Regions from separate parts of the Bombyx mori genome. Here region 2 is linked to region 1. Evidence: chromatin contacts called from public Hi-C data. All regions are on one chromosome and are shown on one strand. Each heading gives the region's core, a stretch centred on a gene start, on an enhancer-like site or on the middle of the called end of the contact. The rest is flanking DNA. Distances are from core to core; before and after follow the strand shown.

Region 1 (5,630 bases), core at 421-2,920:
ACAGATTCTGAGTCACGTAGTGAAGAAAAAAAAGTAAGTTATTGTGTCGTAAAATATATTCGTGAATATTTTTCAGACAGAGCTGACAAGGCTGGCAATACCGTTAACGATTTAAAGTTTAATCATTTATTTCAAATTAGCTGATCCGGCAGACTTCGTAGTGCCTCAATCGACAAATAAAAGACCTAAACTTTTGTATAAAATAAACTTAAAACAAACAAAAGGAATCCCTCCGACGGGGGACACATCAAAGGAAAAACAAAATTGTTATTTTTATTTAATTCCGAGCATTTTCATACTTATTTACCTTTTAAACCTTCTCTCGACCTCCGCAAATAATTCAAGACCAAAATTAGACAAATCGGTCCAGCCGTTCTCGAGTTTTAGCGAGACTAACGAACAGCAATTCATTTTTATATATATAGATATATATATATATATAGATAGATAAGATATTCGCTGGATAACTCTTGCCTAGCGTCGGTAATAGGATCGCTCGTAAAACCTTAAGTGTTTTATTTCGAAAATATTTATCTTAATTTTTTTAGAAATATGTACAATAAATTATCGACAGTTCGTCTCGCATACTTTAAAGCATCTGATAAATAAACTAATTTATGTTTTAACAGAACAGAGTGTCACCCGTAAAATTCCAAATAAGAAGCGTGTTTTATAATATGAATATTGATCAAATCATGAATCCGGTTTTTGTTATGAAAAAAAAAAATCGGTCAACGGCTGCCCGCCAGCGTTAGTTCGGATTCCGTACGGGACCGTATTCCGATCATTTCACTGACCTACATTCACTAACAACGGAACAAGACCGTAGAATAATCACATTGAAACTTCATCAAACAAGACGACCGTATTACGAAAAAGGTCTTCAAGAAAAAAAAAAATGTTATTCGATTTTTTTTTTTTTTTTACTTTTACTTGGCTGTATTTTATTAATGTCTTTGCAAAGAATGTTTGTTTTAAAAGTATAACACAGGACGTGTAGGGGCGGGATAACGAAACAGGCTACCGTTTTATTAAAGCGTGGTTTATTTCTCTCGTGCGGTCGGGCGCGCTAGGAAGAGCAACAACCTATGATTGCAGGGCCGTTATTCCTGTCTCGGTTGAGAACTGATAAGTGAAAAAATAACAGGTTTCTCTCAATAAAACCGTCGAAACAAATCGCTAAATTTCAACTATCTATCTGTCTATAATAACTCTATTATCAGAATAATTTGTCAGATACTGCATCAGTTAAAATACCACACATCTAACGACACAAAATTCAGACACATAATACACACTAGTAACAAAAAAAAAGATGACAAGACATTTCTATTTCTAAAAAAAGGTCGAACAAAAACGGTGCATTAGAATCAATTAAAAAAATCACCTGCTTAACGGACACCAAGACGAGTGCTCTCACAATCACAGTGAACTCATTATCCACCGGCACTGAGGATTTAACAGTTATTCGTACTAAAAAAAAACTAATTAACAACTCATCGAACTTACAAACTAATTCGATTCCAAAAGAAAAAATACTAAATACTTTTGATTTTGACAGAACGCGAGCGCGCGCTTTTTTTTTTCGTTTTATTTTTCTATAAGTTCACGGTATCGGCACAGGCGTGCGCGTGCAGAGCCTTGACCGCTAGAACAGTGCGGTCGGACTGAACGCGGCGACTTAATGCGCCCAGCAAGTCAAGCAATGTAAATTACTTTCTCAACAGTTACTTTTCGCTTGGATGCACTTATTCCGGTCGGCTCTTTCCTGGCCACGCAGAAAGGAGCTTATCGGTGTTTTTTTTTTGTTTTTTTTTATTGCTTATCTGTGTGTACGGGGCACGTTTTTTGTAGCTCGAAAATAAATAAAAAAAACATTTGACTACGCTTATCTGTGACTCAATTTTGTTTTTCGTAGAAATGACGTGAGGGTCTAGAGCTATGCGATCCTCACTTAAATCCGAGAAGTAGGTCACAACACAAATATGATTTACAAAACAGTTTATCACAGTTGAGCCTATTATAATAGCTAATTAATAATGGGGAATTAGTACACGGTAGTGCGTATTTATTTCATACGTTCCGCTCTGAAGAGTGGGATGGCTTTTACGCAATACAATTCGACCACATGTCTCAAAGTGGGTGGCCACATACACTTAGTGATGTCTATCTTGTGGGTTTGAAGGGTGGGCAGCCTTTGTTACTATACTGAGACCTTAGAACTCATATCTCAAGATGGGTGGCGGCATTTACGTTGTAGATGCCTATGGGCTCCGGTAACTACTTAACACCAGGTGGGTTGTGAGCTCGTCCCATCTAAGCAATAAAATATAAAAATCAGCTCCGATAATTGCTTAACACCAGTTAGACAGTAAGCTCGTTGTACCTCTATACAGTAAGTACAGTAAGCTTTTGTAGCTGAACTAAATAGTAAAAAATTACTTTAAACAAGTAAAAAAAAAATGAGTAATGATAATAAAAAACATACTATCGTAAAATACATAGGATGCTGGATGTCATTATTATATATATATGTATTTTATTGACAGTTTTGGTAAAAGTACATAGTCTTTAAAAGAATGGATTTATTCATGAGCTCGTCCATCCATCTTAGCGATAAATAAATAAAAGAACCGAATGATCATTGTTCTATACTCTTCGTATATAATTTTTTTTTATTGCCCTTGTAGGCAGACGAGCATATGGCCCACCTGATGGTGAGTGGTTACCGTCGCCCATGGACTTCAGCAATGCCAGGGGCAGAGCCAAGCCGCTGCCTACCGCTACTGTGTTACTTATAATATTTTGTATTCAAGTTTTTTATTTTATTTTTTATTGCTTAGACGTGTGGACGAGCTCACATCCCACCTGGTGTTAAGTGGTCACTGGAGCCCATAGACAACTACTACGTAAATGCGCCACACACCTTGAGATATAAGTTCTAAGGTCTCAGTATAGTTACAACGGCTGCCCCACCCTTCAAACCGAAACGCATTACTGCTTCACGGCAGAAATAAGCGGGGCGGTGGTGCCTACCCGTGCGGACTCACAAGAGGTCCTACCACCAGTAAAAAAAGTTTAACAATATTTGCTATGTGTATGTGCATTACTATAATTCTCATGTTGTATTTGTTATTTTAGCTGTTCTACACACACTCATCACTTTTAATTATTATTCTCATAATCCTCTCGCAGGTGTGCTGGAAGAGATTTCTTAAAGAAATAAGCGGCGCCTTTGTACATATTTTTCCTATTACTCTGTACTATGTCTTCTTTTTTGTGTGTACATAAATAAATAAATAAAAGAAATTGAGTAATCAAGTGCTTCTATTCGATGAAAGGTTCTTTGAATTGTTTCCGGAGAAGGAGCGTGAGAGACTGTATGCAGAGCTATCCAAGGACGAGAGACCCTTATAGATAGAAGAGCTATCCTTATCCTATATCCAAGGAATGCACTAGTAGCGTATTCGCGTCTTACTGGCTCATAATAATACCGCGTTTTAGCTGTGGGTAAATCGGCAATCCTAAAAATCCTGATCAGGATAATCGGACAATTTTATTGAATTGTTGTTTTTCGATCGGTACTTGATGAGTATCCGAAGTTTCGGTTCAATCCGGCGCTTTATAGTAGATGAAAATCAAGTTCAAATATTCCCTTAAATTAATACAAAGTAAGTCAAGAAAAGCATGTCTAATTGTAGCGTAGCTCGTGGACATCAACAACATCAGGACCACAGCAAGATCACAGGCCTTATTTTGGACTTATTTTGAAGCCTAGTTTGAAATACGAAGAGGTTTGGAGATAATTTCAAGACCTATTAGTCCACTGAGTTTCTCGCCAGATTCTGATCTTCTCAGTGGGTTGCGATTCCGGTCCGATAGCTTATTTTGTAAAGCACAGGTCTTACTTGGACCATTGTTAGCAAACTCTCTTGAACCCGTGAGCTCACCTGTCACTACACTGCATTACATTATATTTGCACTGTACTGCACTCCTCATACAATATCAAAAACAAAATTAAACAATTCCATATGTATAATAATATGTTATATAATCACGGATGACTGTAATATGACAGAGTCATCCGCGACTGTAATATGGCAGTCATCCGTGACGCTATAAACTATCCGATTATCTATTAAGATCTATCTATCTCCGTGAACGCTTTGAATATCTGATTCCTGGCGGCAAAGTTAGTCGACAATACTCGACAAGCCACTTCTCTTCTTTTAAAAACTCCCATACACAGCTCTAGTCGCTATAGTGGCTCTTTCACAATACAAGCAGTGCGATTATGGAATTCTCTCCCTCAACCTATTCGTGCTAGTTCCTCTCTAGAAGTTTTTAAGAGTCAAATTAAGAAACATTTCCTGTCACTTTAATTGTATTTAAGTTATTGTTTTATGTATGTTTATTTATATGTATTTCTAATTTTTTTTTTTTCAAAGCTTAATTTAGTTGTCATGCTGTAATACCTTTTATATTGTACACTATTCCCCTCTTATACATCGTATTTCTCTCTGCTAATGGTTTGCTGAAAGAAAACTCATGAATGAGTTAAGCTCGCCTTTGTACATAGTATTTAGACATTCTTTAAATCTGTTTTTATTGTATTTTCTTTTTGTGTACAATAAGTATAAATAAAAATAAAATAAATAAGACCGCAAGATAAAACATGAAACGTAGCTTTAATTGAAGATTATTTTAATTGACCTTTTCTGATTTTTTAATTTCATTAATTTAATTGAAGTCATAGTGGCCTGAAGGATAAGACGTCCGGTGCATTCGTATGTGACGATGCAAATGTTCGAATCCCGCAGGCGGATACAAATTTTTTTCTAATGAAATGCGTACTTAACAAATTTTCACGATTGACTTCCACGGTGAAGGAAAATAAATAACATCGTATAATAAAAATCAAACCCGCAAAAATATAATTAACGTAATTACCCGTGGTAGGACCTCTTGTGAGTCCGCACGGGTAGTACCACCACCCTGGCTGTTTCAGCCGTGAAGCAGTAATGCGTTTCGGTTTGAAGGACGGGGCAGCCGCTGTAACTATACTGAGACCTTAGGACTCATATCTCAAGGTGGTTGGCGCATTTACGTTTGAGATGTCTATGGGCTCCAGTAACCACTTAACACCAGGTGGGCTGTGAGCTCGTCCACCCATTTTTTGTGAATCGTGTTAAGGATCACAGCTACATTCGATTATGGATACCGATCAATAACGTTTCATACTACGACTGAAAAACATTGTGTGAATTGTGGTTTTAACCTGACCGAGATTCAAAAGCATACATTGAATAAAAATACCTTAGGAACATCTCTCTTATCATCATTAATAAATTAAACATTAAGAAAAGAAAAGTTCTTTAAGTATCTCACAATCCGACACTTATTTTTATATCGAAAATTAACCGCAAAACTATTTTTTATAATTTATTTAATTTTTATAATAGTGGCGTCAATTCCAATATATTTTTTAAATATCTAATAAATTTAAGAGAGAGAATTTGAAGCGGTCCATTTTTATAGTAATATTTGACGTCCATCTTGGGCCCAGCACACTATGGAGAGTGGGCATTCCCCTTTCATACTCCTCCGTCTGCGCAATTTTCGTAATAAG
Region 2 (5,436 bases), core at 1,075-3,574, 52 kb before region 1:
GGCAGCAACGATAAGGCGATTATCATGACGCATAGCCTTATCGAAGTAACGTTCCGACACTGACTTCATGTGTTTGCGGATCGATTCGAGGCCCAGGTCGTCGTGTAGGTCGACGTTCCTCACGAACCACGGAGCCCCGACGGCTAACCTGCAAAAGCGGGATTGTAGGGATTGGAGGGTGTCTATGTGTGTGCGGGCCGCGTGAGCGAACACCACACTCGCGTAAGTCATGACGGGGCCAAGATGTTTTTTCTTGTAACACTGGTATGTTGGGAACGTCAAAATGTCATTGACATGAAGACAGCGCTTTGTCGGTCTTTTAGAACGAAAATAGCTAAAACCTTTTTTTTTTTTACGACAGTCGCAGGAATTAAATTTAAACTGCCACAATGGTGCTCCTCCCGCCAGCTTTGTTGATCACTTTGTTGATCTATACATTAATACGTGAAACAAAAACTTTGTATCCCTTTTTACGAAAATTGCGCGGACGGAGGAGTATGAAAATTCCCACACTTATAGAGAAGGAGTGCAGAATGCTAATATCTATTTAAAATTATGCATAAAAAATACATTAAATCAATTAAAAAAAAAACATTACGCCACTACCATGTAATAGATTTGACACACACGCATATATTATTATACTCTTTTGTTTATTGTTAGTCTTGAGAATAGATTAATATTGTTTGTCTTTAATATTATTTGTCTAAATTTGGCGACATCTGTGATTATTGAACAATGATTATAGAATAGAACCATATTAATGTTCAAATTTATAATTAAAATTAATTATTGTCTAATTTCGACTAGTGAGAGACCACTAGTATATTTAAATGGTTAATCGATAAAGAGACCGGGAATCGATTTCAAGCGATCGACTCGATGTGTTTCGATAAATGAATTATATATTAATTAATATTGTATCTTTGTTTATTCTTGATCTTCAAAATTCCCGCTGGATTAAGGGATTAACATGGATATGCATCTTTTTTTAATTTAGTGTTCATCATAATCTATACTAATATATAAATCTACAGTGGTCTTTACGGATGTTCCGTTACAACTACTGAACCATGCATCCGATTGACTTGAAACTTGGTATCCATGTAGAAAATACATGTGCCTAATGGATAAGCTACTATTTATATGAGTATTGGACTCCCTACACCAGTTGCGGGGGCGTTAATGATGAGAATCTTTGTGGGGGTGAGAAATAATAATGTTAATTTTAAATGACCAGCGAAGCGGACGGGTACAGCTGGTGATAGTATAAAGTTTGAACTTACTGTTCGACGCAATGAGCTGCCGTGATCGCCCAATTTTCGTTGAGCAAAGCCGCCCCGCACTTGTGCAGATACGTTGAGGTCCTGTACTGCCGCAAGGATATCTGCCAGGGCCACATCCCGAAGGTGGACTTGTCTCCCCCCACGATCCGGCTCTGCGGCGCCTGCCACAGCCTCCTACCGCATACTGCCAGCACCAATAACGTAGAGTTTATTATCATTTCGAAATTCGAAATCCGCCGCCGACTTAACGATTTTCAGAACATTATTTTTAAATTTTCAAAATAGGAACTGTGGTTATTGGTTTGTTTGAATTAGGAACGTTGTAGATTTGAAGGTTTTTTTTTTTTTAAATACTTTAAAGTGATTTATAAAAACGAAACCGTATCTTCGTCTTAATGAAATTTTATCTCGAACGATCGACTAGAACGTCGAAAAGTCGAGCAAAGTTTTAATGCGCAAAAAGCTCGGTGCACTTTTGCGAGACACACGAATTTTTTGTAACACTTTTTGGGTACTACATCGAAACGAGTTTCGGTAATATCACGATCGTAATTTCGGATAATATTTCAAAGAACCAAATCTAACGGCGTCGGAATTGCGAATGTGTATTTCCGAGATTAATTCGTAGCAATTCATCGACACTTGCATAAACAAAACGATCGGGTCAAATATAATTTCCTTAAAGACGTGGTGAGCAATACGTCCTGAATAACTTTATATTGTTTTTGTGTTTTTGACACAAATACACACACACACACACACTCATTAATATCTGATTCACACAAATTTACGCACTTTGGTCCTTTTGAAATTGCAACACTTTTGATACGCGATCGGACATCGGATTAATGAAAAACGTTATACGCGAATATCACATTTTCGAATTTTAAAATTTCGAACGTTTTATTTTCGTTTAAAAAGAGAATCGAACGCTTTAAACGGTTCTTCTTATCTTTGTTTTTTTTTTTAAATACGAACGCGTCCTTGCCTCTCGCCTTGGCCGTGGCGCGCCTACATCGCCACTGACAACTCTTTGTTTGAATTCCGAGCTGTAAGTTTTATTTTTTTTATTGTTGTTTACTCTGTGGATACATTTGTTGGGTCTTTAACCTTGCCACGTTTTGCGGATTCAAGCTTTTTTTGAAATTCATTATACGAAAGTGTGCCTTTAGGTTGTTGGTCTTACAGTTTAAATAGTAAAGCCAATTAAGTGATAATAGTTTGAGGGCTGTCAGGAAAGCGTTTCCTAAAACGAAGGCACGCAGTAGTACCTACTGGCGATTTTGGTATAATTTATATACTTTTATTACTGTATACTGGACTACACGTAATGTAACAAAATCAAAAGTTCAATGGTCACTAGTGACGCGGGCTGTACCCGGCAATAGCCTTTGCTTCAAAAAGTGCATTAATTAAAAAAAAAAAACAAAAAAAAAGTTATGATTAATTCGGTAATTTTTTTCAGAAAATTGAATAAGGAAATAAGTAAGCAAAATGAGCTCACGACCCACATGCTGTTAAGGGGTCCCTGGAGCCTATAGTTGACGTGGAAGCCGTCACCTTGAGACATGAGGTCGCAATATTAATTTTTTTTTGTCTGCGCCGTAAATACGTAGGCAGGACTGCGATTTGTCATCAATTTCTAATAAAAATCCACCAAAATATGTTGCAAGACGGGAATCATGCACACAAACAAACTTAAATGTAGTTTTAAATTTGCATTCTAATAGTGCTTAAAAAGTATTGGTCGAAATTTCGAATTGCCATAAAAAAATATATATATAATAAAAATTTTAACTCACCGTTTTTGTAATCCGACATATTTATGAATTCGGTTGTTGTCTCAACGTCTGCGGTCTGCGTTGTGCTCTCCAATACTATTGTAACAATTAAAACGATTGTACACATAGTGGAATGTTTCGTTACTGAATGTAAATTGCACTGTCACAACACTATTGTTTGTATTGTTCTAAATAGTTGCGCTGTGGGCCATGAGAACTTTGGTTCAGCAATTGACTCATTCATGGTCTCCCGTAGCCATCGGGTGCGACTTTTTTCTAATCATAGAGCTGCTATCCGTGTCCAAATAGGCCTCAAACTCAAGCATTGGGTCGGAGATAGAAGGTCACAGCGCAATCGACTTCGAAGCAGTAAAGCGGTGGTGTTAAGAAACTATCTTGCTATCTCTCTCGCACGTCGTTAATGGCGGCGTGTGACGTCACTATGTTTTTTTGTGTCGGGAGAGTTAGTCTTAATTTCCATAAGCCAATAACCACTTTAGGCCAGGCTAGGAGAAACTATGTGTCTAAGGACCCAGAAAATTCAACAATAGATTTGTGACTTATGAAAAAATACTTTTGACCTAACACAAAGCTTGAATTAATCGCTGTATTCCGTTTTGTTTACTATTTTATCATTAACGACAATATTCACACAACTTCTAAAATCTTTTTTTTTTTTTTTTTGCTTAGATGTGTGGACGAGCTCACAGCCCACCTGGTATTAAGTGGTTACTGGAGCCCAAAGACATCTATAACGTAAATGCGCCACACACCTTAAGATATAAGTTCTAAGGTCTCAAATATAGTTACAGCGGCTGCCCCACCCTTCAAACCGAAACGCATTACTGCTTCACGGCAGAAATAGGCAGGGTGGTGGTACCTACCCGCGCGGACTCACAAGACGTCCTACCATCAGTAAAAAATCTAAAAGCTATTCTTCATATCCAAGAAGATTATGGATGAATTCTTCGTACTCAAGCCGTTTATAGGGGCAACAACTTCCATAATGATGTCTTATCATTCCCTATCCTTGACACGCAACTCAGATGAGACCGGTGTGGCCAGCGATCTGTGACCTGTTTTAAACATTTCCTATTAGGGTAGTAGCAGTAGTAGTAGTATTAGAATAGTAACTGTAGTAGTAGACCAAAGTAGACGAGGATACGTTTAAAACATGTCGACAATCAAAATGTGATCCGATGCTGGATATACTGAATTAAAATCAAACTAATTTATGCTCCAGTCTCCTGTGTTTTTCTGGCGCTGTGAAATGGACACTAAAAGTGGTGGATCGACGCCTTCGCGTCTCGATGCTGATAAGGAATATATTAGATTAACTAAATATTGAATTTTATCAAACTTACCAGCTTCAGTAGTGGCATTACTTGCTTTTTCAGTCGTAGCTTCGCTGGAAACTGCGTTGAGCGTGGTCAAACCAATAGCTTCGGTGGAGGATGGACTTGGAGTAAGAGTTACATTGACTGTGAACTCTAAGACCGGGGCATCAGAGGTTGAAATCGTTTGGTATTCTGTTGGAACCTCGGTTAACGGTGCTTCGGACGAAGTAACTGGTTTCCCGGTTGAATTTACCGGCTTCTCTGTTGTAGTAATCGGTTTTTCCGTTGATGTTGTTGGTGGTTGGGCTGTAGCCGGTTTATGTGTTGTTGTTGGCGTTGTAGTGGTTGTAATTTGAGTTGTAGTGGTTGTTGTGGTTTGAGTTGTGGTATCTGGTTTTTTGGTGGTGGTTGTTGGTTTTCGGGTGGTCTTTGGTTGTTCGGTTGTAGTCGTCGTTGGTGCTGGTGTTGTCAGCGGTTTCTCAGTAGTTACAAATTTTGTTGTTGTTGTCAGCGGTATCTGAGTAGTTAAAATTTCTGGTGTCGTAGTTACTACTTTTTCGGTTGTAACCGGTTTCGGCGTTGTCGTAGAAGTTATTAGTTCATTGGACACTGTTGTTGGCTCAGTTGTCGTCGATTTTATCGTTGTAGTGTGTTTAACTGTTGTTTCGGTTACGAAAGTTGTCTCCGGGACCTCGGTTGTTTCCTGGATGATTGGTTGGTTTGTCGTTGTGGTTGTGGTTGACGAAGTATCCGGTTTCGGTGGAACGGTCGATAGTAGAACCCAACCTGCGGGTGGCGTTATAGGTGACCATGTTTCTGGAAATTTTGTAATAAAAGTTTTATATTGGCCAAACGGAATCACGTTTTTGACTGGCTAAAAACGCAACTGTTCTGTTAGGTGCAGACAGGCATATAAATATAATGAAATTAATCGATTTTAAATTAAAAATATATGTTTAAATATATAAAAATAAATGGGATAAAAAGCTAAACGGATATAACGCTGATACCGCTGTCCCTAATAAATGCCAA

Evidence for each region. Hi-C and Micro-C count contacts between places; a contact is called where the count stands out from the background.
Region 2: a contact with region 1 is called in a Hi-C map of whole pupa, with 6 times the contacts expected there. The contact joins the enhancer-like site here to the promoter of LOC101746597 in region 1. A contact is called at or near these places in 3 of 7 Hi-C or Micro-C datasets (posterior silk gland and whole pupa).

What each region holds. Positions count from the first base shown.
Region 1 is chr2:4,025,013-4,030,642 of ASM3026992v2, reverse strand. LOC101746597 (serine proteinase stubble) reads right to left here and starts at 1,670. Exons shown (of 10, transcript XM_012696418.4): 1 at 1,388-1,670.
Region 2 is chr2:4,077,584-4,083,019 of ASM3026992v2, reverse strand. It overlaps LOC101746597 (serine proteinase stubble), which reads right to left. Exons shown (of 10, transcript XM_012696418.4): 4 at 4,432-5,220; 5 at 3,089-3,163; 6 at 1,287-1,470. Among protein-coding and RNA genes, the nearest start is that of LOC119629982, 15 kb to the left of the region's middle. Within about 2 kb of position 2,324, at least 4 of the 8 cell types and tissues checked have open chromatin away from gene starts, as enhancers often do.